Linked DNA regions of Mus musculus: regions 1 and 2 are each linked to region 3. A link is a contact called in public promoter capture Hi-C data. All regions are on one chromosome and are shown on one strand. Each heading gives the region's core, a stretch centred on a gene start, on an enhancer-like site or on the middle of the called end of the contact. The rest is flanking DNA. Distances are from core to core; before and after follow the strand shown. Region 1 holds the start of Ctf1 (cardiotrophin 1). Region 2 holds the start of Vkorc1 (vitamin K epoxide reductase complex, subunit 1). Region 3 holds the start of Xpo6 (exportin 6).

What was found. Promoter capture Hi-C pulls out the DNA fragments that hold promoters and counts their contacts. Capture Hi-C pulls out chosen DNA fragments and counts their contacts.
Region 1: a contact with region 3 is called in a promoter capture Hi-C map of liver, with 4 times the contacts expected there. The contact joins the promoter of Ctf1 here to the promoter of Xpo6 in region 3. A contact is called at or near these places in 1 of 39 promoter capture datasets (liver) and 1 of 9 other capture datasets (liver).
Region 2: a contact with region 3 is called in a promoter capture Hi-C map of liver, with 2.8 times the contacts expected there. The contact joins the promoter of Vkorc1 here to the promoter of Xpo6 in region 3. A contact is called at or near these places in 2 of 39 promoter capture datasets (liver and pre-B cells), 1 of 484 Hi-C or Micro-C datasets (B cells) and 1 of 115 datasets of contacts at active chromatin or transcription factors (pancreatic cancer cells).

Annotation. Positions count from the first base shown.
Region 1 is chr7:127,710,662-127,714,876 of GRCm38.p6, reverse strand. Ctf1 (cardiotrophin 1) reads right to left here and starts at 2,174. Exons shown (of 3, transcript NM_007795.2): 1 at 2,098-2,174; 2 at 834-952. The coding sequence starts at 2,122.
Region 2 is chr7:127,894,337-127,898,731 of GRCm38.p6, reverse strand. It overlaps Vkorc1 (vitamin K epoxide reductase complex, subunit 1), which reads left to right and starts at 3,115. Exons shown (of 3, transcript NM_178600.2): 1 at 3,115-3,323; 2 at 4,118-4,227. The coding sequence starts at 3,151.
Region 3 is chr7:126,199,180-126,203,494 of GRCm38.p6, reverse strand. Xpo6 (exportin 6) reads left to right here and starts at 2,994. Exons shown (of 24, transcript NM_001311143.2): 1 at 2,994-3,596. The coding sequence starts at 3,594.

The DNA of each region.
Region 1 (4,215 bases), core at 925-3,424, 1.5 Mb before region 3:
TCTCTGGGCTTTTACAGGAGCAGCTGGCAGGACACGGGTGAAACAGGATTCCAGGGAAGAGCTAGGGAGCCCTCCTGAGTTTGGAGGAGCTCAAAAGGAAGGTAAACTAGTTTGGTAGAAGGACAGCTAGAAAGAGATTTCTAAAGAGCTAGCAGTGTAGGCCAGGCAGTGGTGGTGCACGCCTTTAATCCCAGCACTTGGGAACAGAGGCAGGCAGATTTCTGAGTTCAAGGCCAGGCTGGTCTACAGAGTGAGTTCCAGGACAGCCAGGGCTACACAGAGAAACCCTGTCTTGAAAAAAAGAAAAGAGAGAGACAGAGAGAGAGAAAGCTAGCAGTTTAGTTGAAAAATCAAGCTTGTAAATAGATATTTTGTAAGTAGTTAAGAAAATAAAATTCCCTAAGTTCAAGGGCTTATACACAGCTCCCACCTCATGTCTCTTTTATGGGTACAGATATTAGTTACATTTAAAAGAATAAATATTACAGGGTCCTTTACTGTGTGGCCAGAAGAAAGTTAACATTCCCCTCAGAAACTTTTGATTTCCACTGCTGGGGCTGAGATGGAAGAAATGGGTGGCTGAAGACATCTGTGAGCAATCACCCTCATTCCATGCCCCAACCCTACACCTCCTCACATATTCCTCCACCAACCTACAACTCCTCACATATTCCTCCACCATCCTTAGACCTCCTCACGTATTCCTCCACCAACCCTACAGCTCCTCACGTATTCTTCCACCAACACTACATCTCCTTATATATTCCTCCACCATCCCTGCATCTCCTCACGTACTCCTCACGTATTCCTCCACCATCCCTACACCTACTCACGTATTCCTCCAGAAGTTGTTCTGCATATTTGGTCAGGAGGCGGGCAAGGTTGTGTGTCTGGCGGATCTTGGCCTCCAAATGGGGTAGGAATGAGATTGAGGAGTCAGTCTGGTGGTCTTCTGGTGGGAAAGAGAAGGAAGTGAGAGGTTATAAAGGCAACCAAACCCCACTCCTTAACCATCTTTCCCAAGCTGGCTCTCCCTGAACCCAGAGTCTCTGCTCTGGATGCTAATATTCAACCTACGAAGAATCTGCCCCATCCCAGGCACCAGATCTCCACCAAGCAGTTTCTCTACATAGATGTCTCTCCTGTCCTCAGGTCACTATTGAAATACTACTAGGACCAAATTCAAATACCTCCTTCTTAGTGCTGCCTCCAAGTTCTCCCTATTCTCAAATCAATTTCTTCCTTCCACTTTAGGGAATTTGTTCATACTTCCAAAGTAGCTTCTTTTATCCGTGTGAATCTGTCTGATCCTGAGACTCCTCACTCTACATCACCGATACTATCCAGAAACTCTTTAAGGTCAAAGTTCACATATCTTTGGATTTCTCCAACTCTTGTTTGAATTCAGTCAGCATCTCTGAAGCACTGAACGCGCCTTTCCGGCCCCTTGTACAGATAGAGAAACCGAAGACCTATTCCCTTCATGTTGCTCCTATGTGACCTGCTAGGCTCAGCAGCATCAATGAATCAACGACAGGATGGCCTTCCCTGTTTAGAGGGTGGTGCCACGGGAAGCCGACTACATTTCCCAATATGTATGTTGCCGGGACCCCAATGCATGCTGGGGAATGTAGTCCTGACCCGACAATCCCCTCCGTCGGAGTTTCCCACCGCCAGCCGAGATCTCCGAAGCCTGTATTTTGAGCTCTCGTCACTTGTAGCTTCTTCGAAGATCAAAGACTTCCTTAACTCGGCCTCTCCCTCCAGTCTTTCAGCTTTGACTCTTTCCTAATTCTCAAGAAGCACTATTATCCTGTTCCAACCCGACCCCAGCCCCTTTTCAGGGTGTACTCACCCATATATATTCGGTGATCTAACCCCTGAACCCAAGGCCCTGAAGCCTCAATTCCTTGCGCCTGCTCTTTCTCCCAACTCACCCGCTGGTTACCTGACACCGGCGTCTCCTCTCCCCCGCCCAGGCCGTTCCCCTCCCAGACTTGGGGGTGGGGTGGTGCTGACAGACATCCAAACCCCAGCTTTCGATCCCCCCGACTCCTATTCACCAAGGACACAGGATCAAGTCATTCAACCCCTTACCCAGACTTCCCTCCCTCTGGCTCATGCTGGCCCCAGGCTTATCCAGGTTCCCTCAACACACCCCTCCGGGGGAGGAGGAGGGGAGGGGGAAAAAGGGGGAAAGGGCTAGGGGCGTGGCTCGGGCTCGGCCAATCATAGTTCAGACCCCAAATATTTCCTTCCCACCATTACTTTCAGTCAAAATTCCTTGGCCCAGAGCTCAGTAACCGGCTTGTGAGCTTAGACTGGGAAGGGGCCAGAATTGGGAGGCAGGTGTTGGCACAGTGAATGGGAACTTGGGCCTTTAAGGCAGTTCTGTGTCCTGTTGGGAGGAGACTCAGGCTCAGACCTGAGGTAGAGCCTGTTTATTGGCTGCTTTGGAGGGAAAAGCTGGGAAACCTGAGAGGAAAGGTGCAAGGCTGGCAGGAGAAGAATGCAGGCAGGACTTCCTTTTTGGGGAAGACAAAGAGAGGCCAGGGAAGCCTTGTTTAGATTAGGGTCCACCTAAGGCACGCACCCCCTGGTCTAGTTATCTTAAATGCCTTCTAATTTCTCTGTCACACTGATCAGAAGTGAGACTGTTCCTCACCTTACCGTTAGAGACCCTCGCACGCACACATCTGTGTGTGTACTAAGGCATTCAGACCCAGCCTTCTACACAGGCAAGCACGAGCTTCAGGGAGGTCACACCCGAACAGCAACTCATTAACGTTGGGGTAGACACGGAAAGGACTGGACACACTTGCCTCTATAATTGGTTCCCAAGCACCTACTCTTGTCTTTGGCTCTGGCACAGAGAGGACCCAGATGATGAGGCGTCAGATGAAGGAGTATAGGCATATATTTTTTTTCTTTTTGCAACCTACTTTTAATAAACGTTTAACCTCTCCTCTTGCCCACCACCCATGAGAGGCAGTGGAAGAGAAAAGTTGTTAGAATATGGGGGAGGTGGACCTTCTCAGCAATAGTTCTTTGGGGGGCAAGCTTGGTCTCCTTTGTCAGCAGTTCAGTCCCATAGCAAACACCAAACACTCAGCAGCTACAGTCCAGTCCTCTAGGCAGGCAGACGCCATGCACAAACCAGCAGCTGTAGTTTAATCCTGAAGAAACTGCAAGGCTCACCAACTGGCCCAAGGCCACTGAAGCAGCAGCTGCCACAGGAACCTCAGGAGCAGCTCTTGGCTGGGTTTCTCTCAATGGTGGTGTAACCACAAGTTGAGCTCAACAACAGTATGTAAGGTGAACCAATACACTCGTGTTCTTAGGGAAGTACAGCAAGGCGGAGCAAACCACACCAATGCTCAGTGTCCCACTGACCCTGGGGTCACATTTCTACTCCTTCATCATGGGACCTTTCACCTGTGTCTGCTTCAGGACAACATTCTTTCATGTGTCTGCTTAACAAGACATCCTTTCACCTGTGTGCCCCAGCAAACTATCATTTGATATAACTGACTTTCCAAACCAGAAGTTTCCACTTGAGTGGAGCTTGTGAGAAAGGAAACTGGAAAAGCCTGCGTGAGAGGGTTAACACAAGCAGACTGTCAGAACAAAGTTCACTGGCAGAGCACACCATAGGTGAATGGTGAGGCCACAATGTCAGCAGTGGCCACACACACACACTAACCAGCAGTATGTATTGGGTATTCATGTGTGCCAAGCACTATCCTGAATGCTTGTATATACACATTAACTCATTCCATAATAGAGGAGGCAATGAGACAAATGACTTGCCCACGGTCACGCAGGTGTGACAAGCAGAGATTTTACTTCTTACCGTTTGGAAACGCTGCCAGTCATGGTGGACATGGTCACACCAAAACGTCACAGACACCCCTCACACACATAGCACAGCAGACTCGTCCTATCTAGTGACAGCGCAGCTTCAAATAAAAATCATGCGAGACACTCTCATCTTCTTCCCTTTCATTTGAGTGTGTGTCGGGGCCATGTGTGCGTCTGAGTGGGTGCTGGAGGAGACAAGAAGGCATGGACTCCCCTGGAGGGGATTTACAGGCAGTGCGACATGGGTGCTGGGAACCAAACTACTATTCTCTGGGAAAGCAGTAAGAGCTTTTAACCAGGAAGCCACGTCGTCGTCTCCAGCCCCCGCTTTCTTTCTTTCTTCTTGAGATTGGG
Region 2 (4,395 bases), core at 1,866-4,365, 1.7 Mb before region 3:
TGTTGGAAGAGGTGTGTCACTAGGGGTGGGCTTTGAGGTCTCAGAAGATCAAACCAATTCTCTTCCTGTTGCCTCCTGATTAGTATGTAGAACTCTCAGTTCTTTCTCCAGCACCGTATCTGTCTAATGGACAAAACCTCTGAAACTATAAGCCAAGCCAGCCCTAATTAAATATTTTCTTCCATAAGAATTGCCATCATGGTGTCTCTTCACATTAATAGAAACCCTAAGTAAGACAAGTATTGTGTCTAGCTTATCCTGTGTGTATTTATTCGTTTTCCCTGTCTCTTTGTAGGTCACAACTGGAAATGGAATCTCTTTTGTTTGTTTCTTTGTTTTTTCTTTTTAGTTTTCCGAGACAGGGTTTCTCTGTGTAGCCCTGGCTGTCCTGGAACTCACTCTGTAGACCAGTCTGGCCTCCAACTCAGAAATCCGCCTGCCTCTGCCTCTCAAGTGCTGAGACAAAACCTACTTTTAATCAGAGTTTTAAAACATTTTAACCTCCCTTCTAGCCCACCTCCCACCAGAAGTAGTGGAAAAGAAAGGATATGGGGAAGTTGGCCTGTTTAGAAATGGTTCTTTGGAACAAATCCCATCTGCGTTATCAGGAAATCAGCGGTTCAGTTCACAAGTCAGCAGGGGCAGCTCGATCCACCTGCAAACATTTCATGGATGCACCAACAGTCCAGTTCGATAGAGTCAGGATAGCAAACACAAATCAGTAGTGGTGGCACGACCTAGCAGAGACAGCTAGGCCTCTGCCACATTGACACGAGTCAACAGGAGGGACCAGGGACAACAGGAATGCCAGGGGGAAATGTTCTCAGCTGCGCCTCTCTCAAAGAAGTGAAGATCAGCGAAGACTCAAGACCAACAAACGTTTAGCTATGCGAGCAAGCCAAACTCCTGGCTCCTGTCACTGTCCATCAAGTCCTTTTTATACGACCTCCAAACATCACGTGTCTCCTCGGGCTTCCCTCTGCACTTGAGTCTTCTCAGCTGATATCACTCTGCCCATCAGCCTGAGTCACTGGAAATGGTAAGAAGCCATAGCACACTACCAGAAGGTTTTTGGTGTGTTTCTCTCTTTGGAGTTCCAACAATCAGAGCCCAACTAAGCAATGTAAGGTAGGCCAATGCATGTGTGTACTTAGCAAAGGCTCCTTCATCATGTGTCCTTTCATGTGCTTGCTTTAGCAGAACATCCTCTCTCCTGTGTCTGCTTCAGTGAAATGTTTCTTCACGTTTGTGACAGCAAAACACCGTCCAACACAACTGACTCTCCAAAGAACCCATAAGTTTCTACTTCATGACTCTCATCAAAAGAAGCAATACAGAGAAGAAGGGAGGAAGCGAAGAGACAGAGTGGGGCTGAGGCTCCTCAGCTCAGCTGGGGATGTCATTTCCTGGGAGCTGCAATGCCTCTGCTGAGGATGCTTCCTCTCAGAGCTGTGTGGCTCTTGGGCCCCCATGTCTCAGGATGCCCTCCCATTGGAATACCTTCTCTCCTCAGCTGTGTCGTTCCTGGGCTTCCGAGTCCCAGGATACCTTCCCATCTGAGCAGGAACACTTACAGTATCCACCACACTCTCTGACGTAAAAGAAGTAGACCCGAGAAGGAGAAGCCATGGAGAGAGGGCAGCCATCAAGGAAGAAAGAGTTCCTTAAAGCAGTAACTAATATCACTTGGAAGTCAAACTTTTTGACTCTAAAAATAAACATTAGACTCAATGTTCAAGTCATGCTTGCAACTAGGTGTCAAGGACATGCTCAAGGGCAGCTAGTTTGTCATGTGAGCATCAGTAAGACGTAAGGAAGACTGGGAATGTAAAATCTTCCCAAAACTTGGCTGTGAAGGGATTAGATTAAAGACAACTGGAGAGGGAGCTGGTGAAGAAACTCCAGGCAAATGGGAAGGGTGGAAAGGCAGACAGTACAGAACTGACAGGTCCTCAGTGGGGAGGGGGGGATATTTGTAAAGGGGAGATAATATAAGAGGGATTGTTGGGTTGATCCAGGCTCAGGTTTTGCCAAGAGTGCGCCACAGTGGTACAGAGGTCTGGGAAATCACAGGAAAGTATGGCCTAGATAAAGGAATTTATTGTGAGAGGGAGGGTGCCTCTGCCCACAAGGGGCGCTAGTGAGACACGAGGGATGGCTGGCGGTGATCTTGAAAGACAGGTTGTAGACAAATGGTATCTGAAATAATTTCGGGGAAAATGCTTCCAGAGTCGTATCCCTGCTTTCGCGGAATTCCATTCGTCTATTGACCCGTAGGTTCTAGACATACCAGATGCATAGACAGAACTTGTCATAAAAAATGTGCTAAGCCGGGCGTGGTGGCGCATGCCTTTAATCCCAGCACTCGGGAGGCAGAGGCAGGAGGATTTCTGAGTTCGAGGCCAACCTGGTCTTCTACAGAGTGAGTTCCAGGACAACCAGGGCTACACAGAGAAACCCTGTCTCACCTCCCCCCCCCCCCCAAATGAGCTAAACGGGAGATGGTTTAGCAGTTAAGAGCACTGACTGAACTTCCAGAGGTCCTTGAGTTCAATTCTCAGCAACCACACACGGTGGCTCACAATCATATGTAACCGGACCCAATGCCCTCTTCTGGTGTGTCTGAAGATAGCGACAGTGTGTTTGTGTTTGTGTGTGTGTGTGTGTGTGTGTGTGTTACCGTCCTGTTAATAGTAGCTTTACAGAGCCGGGCATGGTGGCACACGCCTTTAAATCCCAGCACTTGGGAGGCAGAGGCAGGCAGATTTCTGAGTTAGAGGCCAACCTGGTCTACAGAGTGAGTTCCAGGACAGCCAGGGCTGCACAGAGAAACCCTGTCCTTGAAAAACCAAACAAAACAAAACAAAGTAGCTTTACAGCACTACATACTCAAATTTCCCTTAATGTCTTGCAGCCTCTCCAACTACAATTCCCATCATGCCCGGCAGCTGCGTTATCAATGATTACCCACATTCCTAAATCCTGTTTACCAGCCCAGCATTCCTAGCTGTCATGCCTAAGAATAACCAATTGAATTGGAGAACGCCAGCGGAGGCCGACCAATCTTCCGGTAGGAGGGGCGTGGTGACAGCAGGCCCCGCCCTGCCCCGTGGCGATTCTTCCCTCCTGTCCCTGGGCTGTACTGTCGACATGGGCACCACCTGGAGGAGCCCTGGACTCGTGCGGCTTGCACTGTGCCTCGCTGGCTTAGCCCTCTCACTGTACGCACTGCACGTGAAGGCGGCGCGCGCCCGCGATGAAAATTACCGCGCGCTCTGCGATGTGGGCACGGCCATCAGCTGTTCCCGCGTCTTCTCCTCTCGGTGCGTGCAGACATGGAAAGCATGGGGCTCTTGAAGGCCAGGTTACCAGATAATTTTGGAGTCTGGGGTCGCAGTGTCCACAGAAAGGACACTTTGAGAGCGGCCTGGCTCCATGGGTTTTGGTGGGTAATCGGACGTGCACACTGGACCTCACAGAGATACTGGTGCTTGAACGCTTTCTGAGGATACTGTAAATACCAATGATGGGAAGACTGGAGGAGGCAGGGCAGTATATTGCATAGAGACTGAGGAAACTTGAGATGATACAAAGCGGGAGGAGGGGGTGGACTATTGGCTGTGCTGAGGGGACAAAGTGGCTCACTCTGTCCGGGTTGGAGGACCAAATGTTAGTGGGTGGTGAGGGAACTGTAGCTTTGTAGGCCCAAGCAAATAGATTTCCCAGTTGTGATCACCGTAAAGCGAAATCAAGCTGGGAAAAACTTTTAACCTTTCATTTATTTGTTTGTGAGGTGGCACATGCATGCCACTACATGCATGTGGAAGTCAAGAGAATAACGTTCGGGAGTTGAGTCTCTCCTTCTTTGTGGGCTGCGGGGGGATTCGATCCAGTTGACAGGCCTGGCAGCTGATACTTGTTTTTCCTGAGCCATCTCACCAACTCCTGAAAAATTATTGATAGTCTGTGATGACAGGCCACTAAGAGCCCCAGGACATGCCAGGTCAATGCCCTTTGGACTCTTAGTAGGTGGAGCTTCTTGCTAATCACTGTTCTACAAAAAAGCTCAAGAGGCACTTGGCCTACCCCACTTACCTGCTTCTTTCACTTCCACCAGGTGGGGCCGGGGCTTTGGGCTGGTGGAGCACATGCTAGGAGCGGACAGCGTCCTCAACCAATCCAACAGCATATTTGGTTGCCTGTTCTACACCTTACAGCTGTTGTTAGGTGAGTGAGTGGCTTTGCCCCTTCATGACCTGTCTTCTGAAATCCAGAGCAGCCCCACCTCGTGTCGTGTCGTGTCGGTGACCCAGACAATTGACACCCAGCTGCTAATTACTGAGCAATCTCATCACAAGGAGTCAAGAAAGCAGAACACTTAGCAGGAGGCTTATC
Region 3 (4,315 bases), core at 1,745-4,244:
AACAAGTGCTTGCTGACAGGACCCTGATATAGCTGTCTTCTGAGAGGCTCTGCCAGAGCCTGACAAATACAGAGGTGGATGCTCGAGGCCAACCATTGGGCTGAGTGTAGGGGTCCCGGAGGAGGATATGGAGAAGGGAATGAAGGAGCTGAGGAGGTTTGTAGCCCCATGGAGGGAGCAGCAGTGTCAACAGTCCAGATCCCCAGAGCTCCTGGGGACTGAACCACCAACCAAAGAATACACATGGAGGAACCCATGGCTCTGGCCAAATATGTGGCAGAGGATGGCCTTGTTGGACATCAGTGGAGGAGAGGCCCTTGGGCCTGAGGGTGTTCGATGTCCCAACGTAGGGGAATGCCAGGGTGGGAAGATAGGAGTGGGTGTGTGGGTGGGGGAGTACCCTCATAGAGGCAGGGGGAGAGGGGATGGAGTAGGGGGTTTCTGAAGGGGAGACCTGGAAAGGGGAAAACATTTGAAATGTAAATAAAGACAATATCCAATAAAAAATTAATTTTCAAAAAAACCCAACAACCTTACTGTTTTCCAAAAGGGAAGGGGGGAATCAAATTGTAATCCTGTAACTGTAAAACTCCATCTGGACAATCTCTAAACTAAACTATTTAGGAGGGTGAATTATGACAGGGTCTTTATGGTCCAGGTTGGTCTTACGGTCATATCAATCCTTCAACCTTCCAATTGCTGGGGCTCACAGTCATGAGCCTCTATGCCTACACCAAGCTTTTTTAAGTTTATGAGAAATAATTCCAAATTTCTCAGACAGACCACCTTCTCCCCTTCCCCCTGCCCCCAGCTTCTCTCTCTTTCACATTTTCATATTTGCTGGGGGAGACAGTAGAGAAATTACAAAATGACTGCTCCATTAGGGGGAAGGGTTTTATTGTTAATAAAAAAAAACATCCAGGGGCTGGAGAGATGGCTCAGTGGTTAAGAGCACTGACTGCTCTTCCTAATGGTCCTGAGTTCAAGTCCCAGCAACCATGTGACAGCTCACAATCATCCGTAGTGAGATCTGACGCCCTCTTCTGGTGTGTCTGGAGACCGCTACAATGTACTTACATATAAGAATAAATAAATCTTTTTTTTTTCCTTTTTTTTTTTTTTTTTGAAAAAGAGAGAAAACATCCAGAGGCCCCTGAAAGATTCCAGAGCAGAGAGAAAAAGTAGATAGGAGATGGGCAGGGCCATCTGGAGAGGAGAGAGTTGGGGAGACAGGGAGGAGGGGGTGGAAAATCATTAAGTTATAAGGTGGATGCGTAGGTGGGGGTGGGAAGCAGCCATGAAGTTTTAGGGTAGAGGGAGAAGGTGAGAAGGGTCAGGATGCTAGTGTGGAATCTTTGAAGTGAGTAACAAGTACTTGTGAATAGGGACCTCAGCAGCCTGGAGGCCACGTGGATATGCTGATAAGTGCCATAGCTATAAGTCAGTGGAGAGCCAGGTGTCCCTTCTGCCAGAAGTAAGGGAAAGGACTCCTTTTGGGGGAATAGGAACTTGTTTCACAAGTTTCCTAGGAATTCTGGCTTTTATCTAACACCAGAATTCCTTCTATAGTCCATCTTGAGCTCATTCTGGATATGTGGACTGCCTGAGACCTAATGTGTGTGTGTGTCCCTGTGCAAGCATGATACTAGTGTGGTCAAAAGACAACAATTTGTGGTAATTTATTTTCTCCTTCTTCAATTGGGTTTTGTTTTAGTCACTGTTTTATTGCTGTGAATATATACCATGACCATGACAACTCTTGTAAAAGAAAGCATTTAATTGGGGGCTTGCTTCCAGTTTCAGATGGTCCGTCTATCATCATGGCAGGGAACAGGTCGACATGCATGGTACTGGAACAGTAGCTAAAAGATACATCTGATTCACAAAAGGAGACTGGGTTTGCCATTGGCTTTTTTTTTAAATGTTTATTTATTTATTTATTTATTTATTTATTTATTTATTCTATGTAAGTACACTGTAGCTGTCTTCAGACACTCCAGAAGAGGGCATCAGATTTTGTTACAGATGGTTGTGAGCCACCATGTGGTTGCTGGGATTTGAACTCAGGACCTTTGGAAGAGCAGTCGGTGCTCTTAACCACTGAGCCATCTCACCATCCCTGCCATTGGCTTTTGAACTCTTTTTTTTTTTTTTCTGAGACAGGGTTTCTCTGTGTAGCCCTGGCTGTCCTAGAACTCACTCTGTAGACCAGGCTGGCCTCGAATTCAGAAATCTGCCTGCCTCTGCCTCCCAAATGATAGGACTAAAGGCAAGCTCCACTACTGCCCGGTGACTTTTGAACTCTTAAGGCCCACCCCGAGTGACACACATTTTTCCAACAAGACCACACCTAATCATTCTAATCGGTTTCAAATAGTGCCACTTCTGATGACTAAGCTTTAGATATGGGATAGGCATTCTTATTTAAACCAGTACAGGTTCTGAGGATTGAACTTAGATTGGGTTGTCAGACATAGTGGCAAGTACCTTTAAAGGCTGAGCCATATCCCATAAAAACTTATTTTATTTACATGCATGTTTGTGTACCTATATATGTGTATGCTATGTGAGTATGGGTGCAGGTGTCTCCAGAGTCCAGAAGAGGGTGTTGAGTCACCTGGTGTTGGAGTCTGGAATTAGGGATGAAGCCAATTTAGATCGTGACACTAAGTGTTTCAATTTCATCCTGTGACACTTTCTGGTCCTAGGACCCAGAACTGTGGACTGAATGAATAAGATCCCAGGAGAGCACAGACCAGCATCGCCGAACTTCTAGTCCGGTGTCAGGGTCCGGAAAGATGCTCAGAAAAGATTTGCGGAATGAATGAGTGAAAAGAAACGAAAGGGAAACCTTTCCTTTACCAAAATGGCCGCGTGTCCCTTTACCAACGCGGCGGTCCCTGGCCTCTTGGGCGGGGACGTGGTGGGCGGGGCCAGTGAACAGTCAGGTGCGGCCCCGCCCTCCTCTGCCCTCACTTGATTCCGGATTGGTCCGGTTCCAGCGCCGCAGCAGGCCGCGGGCTGAGGGGCCGCCTGGTGCTCGCCACTTCCGGCGCGTTGGGCTGTTGGCAGAGGGTGGCCGCGAGGGGCGAGCCGCGGCTACTGGTGGCGCGCAGGGATGCGGAGGGAGCCCGCCGCGAGGACAGAGGTGGCGAGGACAGCAAGGGCCCGCGGGCCTCTCTCCTGAGCCGGCCGCGCCGCCCAGGCCCAGGCAGCCTCTGCCCCTTCAGTCTCGGCTGAGGCCCGTCGCCGCCTCGGGCCGCGGAGGCCGGGGAGTCCCTGCCTGGGCCCGCAGCCTCCCTCTCGGGGGTCGGGCCCAGGCGGGGGGCCTCGTGTAGCCGCCTCTGAACCCCATTTTCTGCTTTTGCGTTTCCCCGGGGTGGGCCGAGGTCTGGATGAATCGCTTCGGGGGGTCCCCGAAGGGGCCCGTGTGCTCCTTTTAAAGGTGCCGGCGGGGCCCGGGTAGGGAACCGGTTGTCTTTGCATGGGCGGGGGACTCCCCGAGCCTGCCGGGACCATGACCTGAACTGTGCGAGCGGGACACGACGGATCCCAAGAGCTAGCTCACCTGAGCCATCCCCTTCCCGGCCAGCATGGTGAGTGGGTCCAGGGACCGGGTTGGAGGGGTGGCAGTGGGCCTCAGAGCAGCTGAGCCATCTCTTCTTCCCTGAGGCGGGGAGAGGCGCGTGCGAGCCTGGCCGGTGACACATGCGTGCAGGGTGTGCAACCGGCTGTACGCTCCCATTGCCCCCACCCCCACCCCCACTGGATGTCTTGAGTAGCGCCACGGATACAACCCCCTGCCTCACTGTTGGCTGTGCCCTTGTGCAGCAAGTCGTGATTATCAGTATCATTTATTTATTGATGGCATACTGTGTGTCATTTCCTTTGCTAAGTCAGTGGTATGTATTTTGTTAGTATATCAACCCCCTGATTGGAAATGGGGGATACTTGAGGCAAGAAGCAGTTAATTACTCTGCCCAAGGTCAGTTGACTCTTTTGGGTTAGTAGCACTATTTGAACATAAGCAATCTGTTATAGAACTGGCTGGATTTTTGGAGACCATCTGTCCAGCGGTAGGTTTGCGTTTGCAGAAATCTAAAGTAGTATTTGTAGAGGTTACTGGTTACGGATACAGACGATGGCAGAGTCAGCAGTGGGGTCTTTGGACATCTTGGTTGCTGTTCTTTTTGTTTTCTGCTCTGGCCTTTTCCTTGGAAAACTATGCATACTTTCAGGTCCCACTAAAAAAAACCTCTCTGAAAGGAAAATACCTCCTCTTCTTGCAGGCTTTTTAGCTTTTCCATAGTCCTTG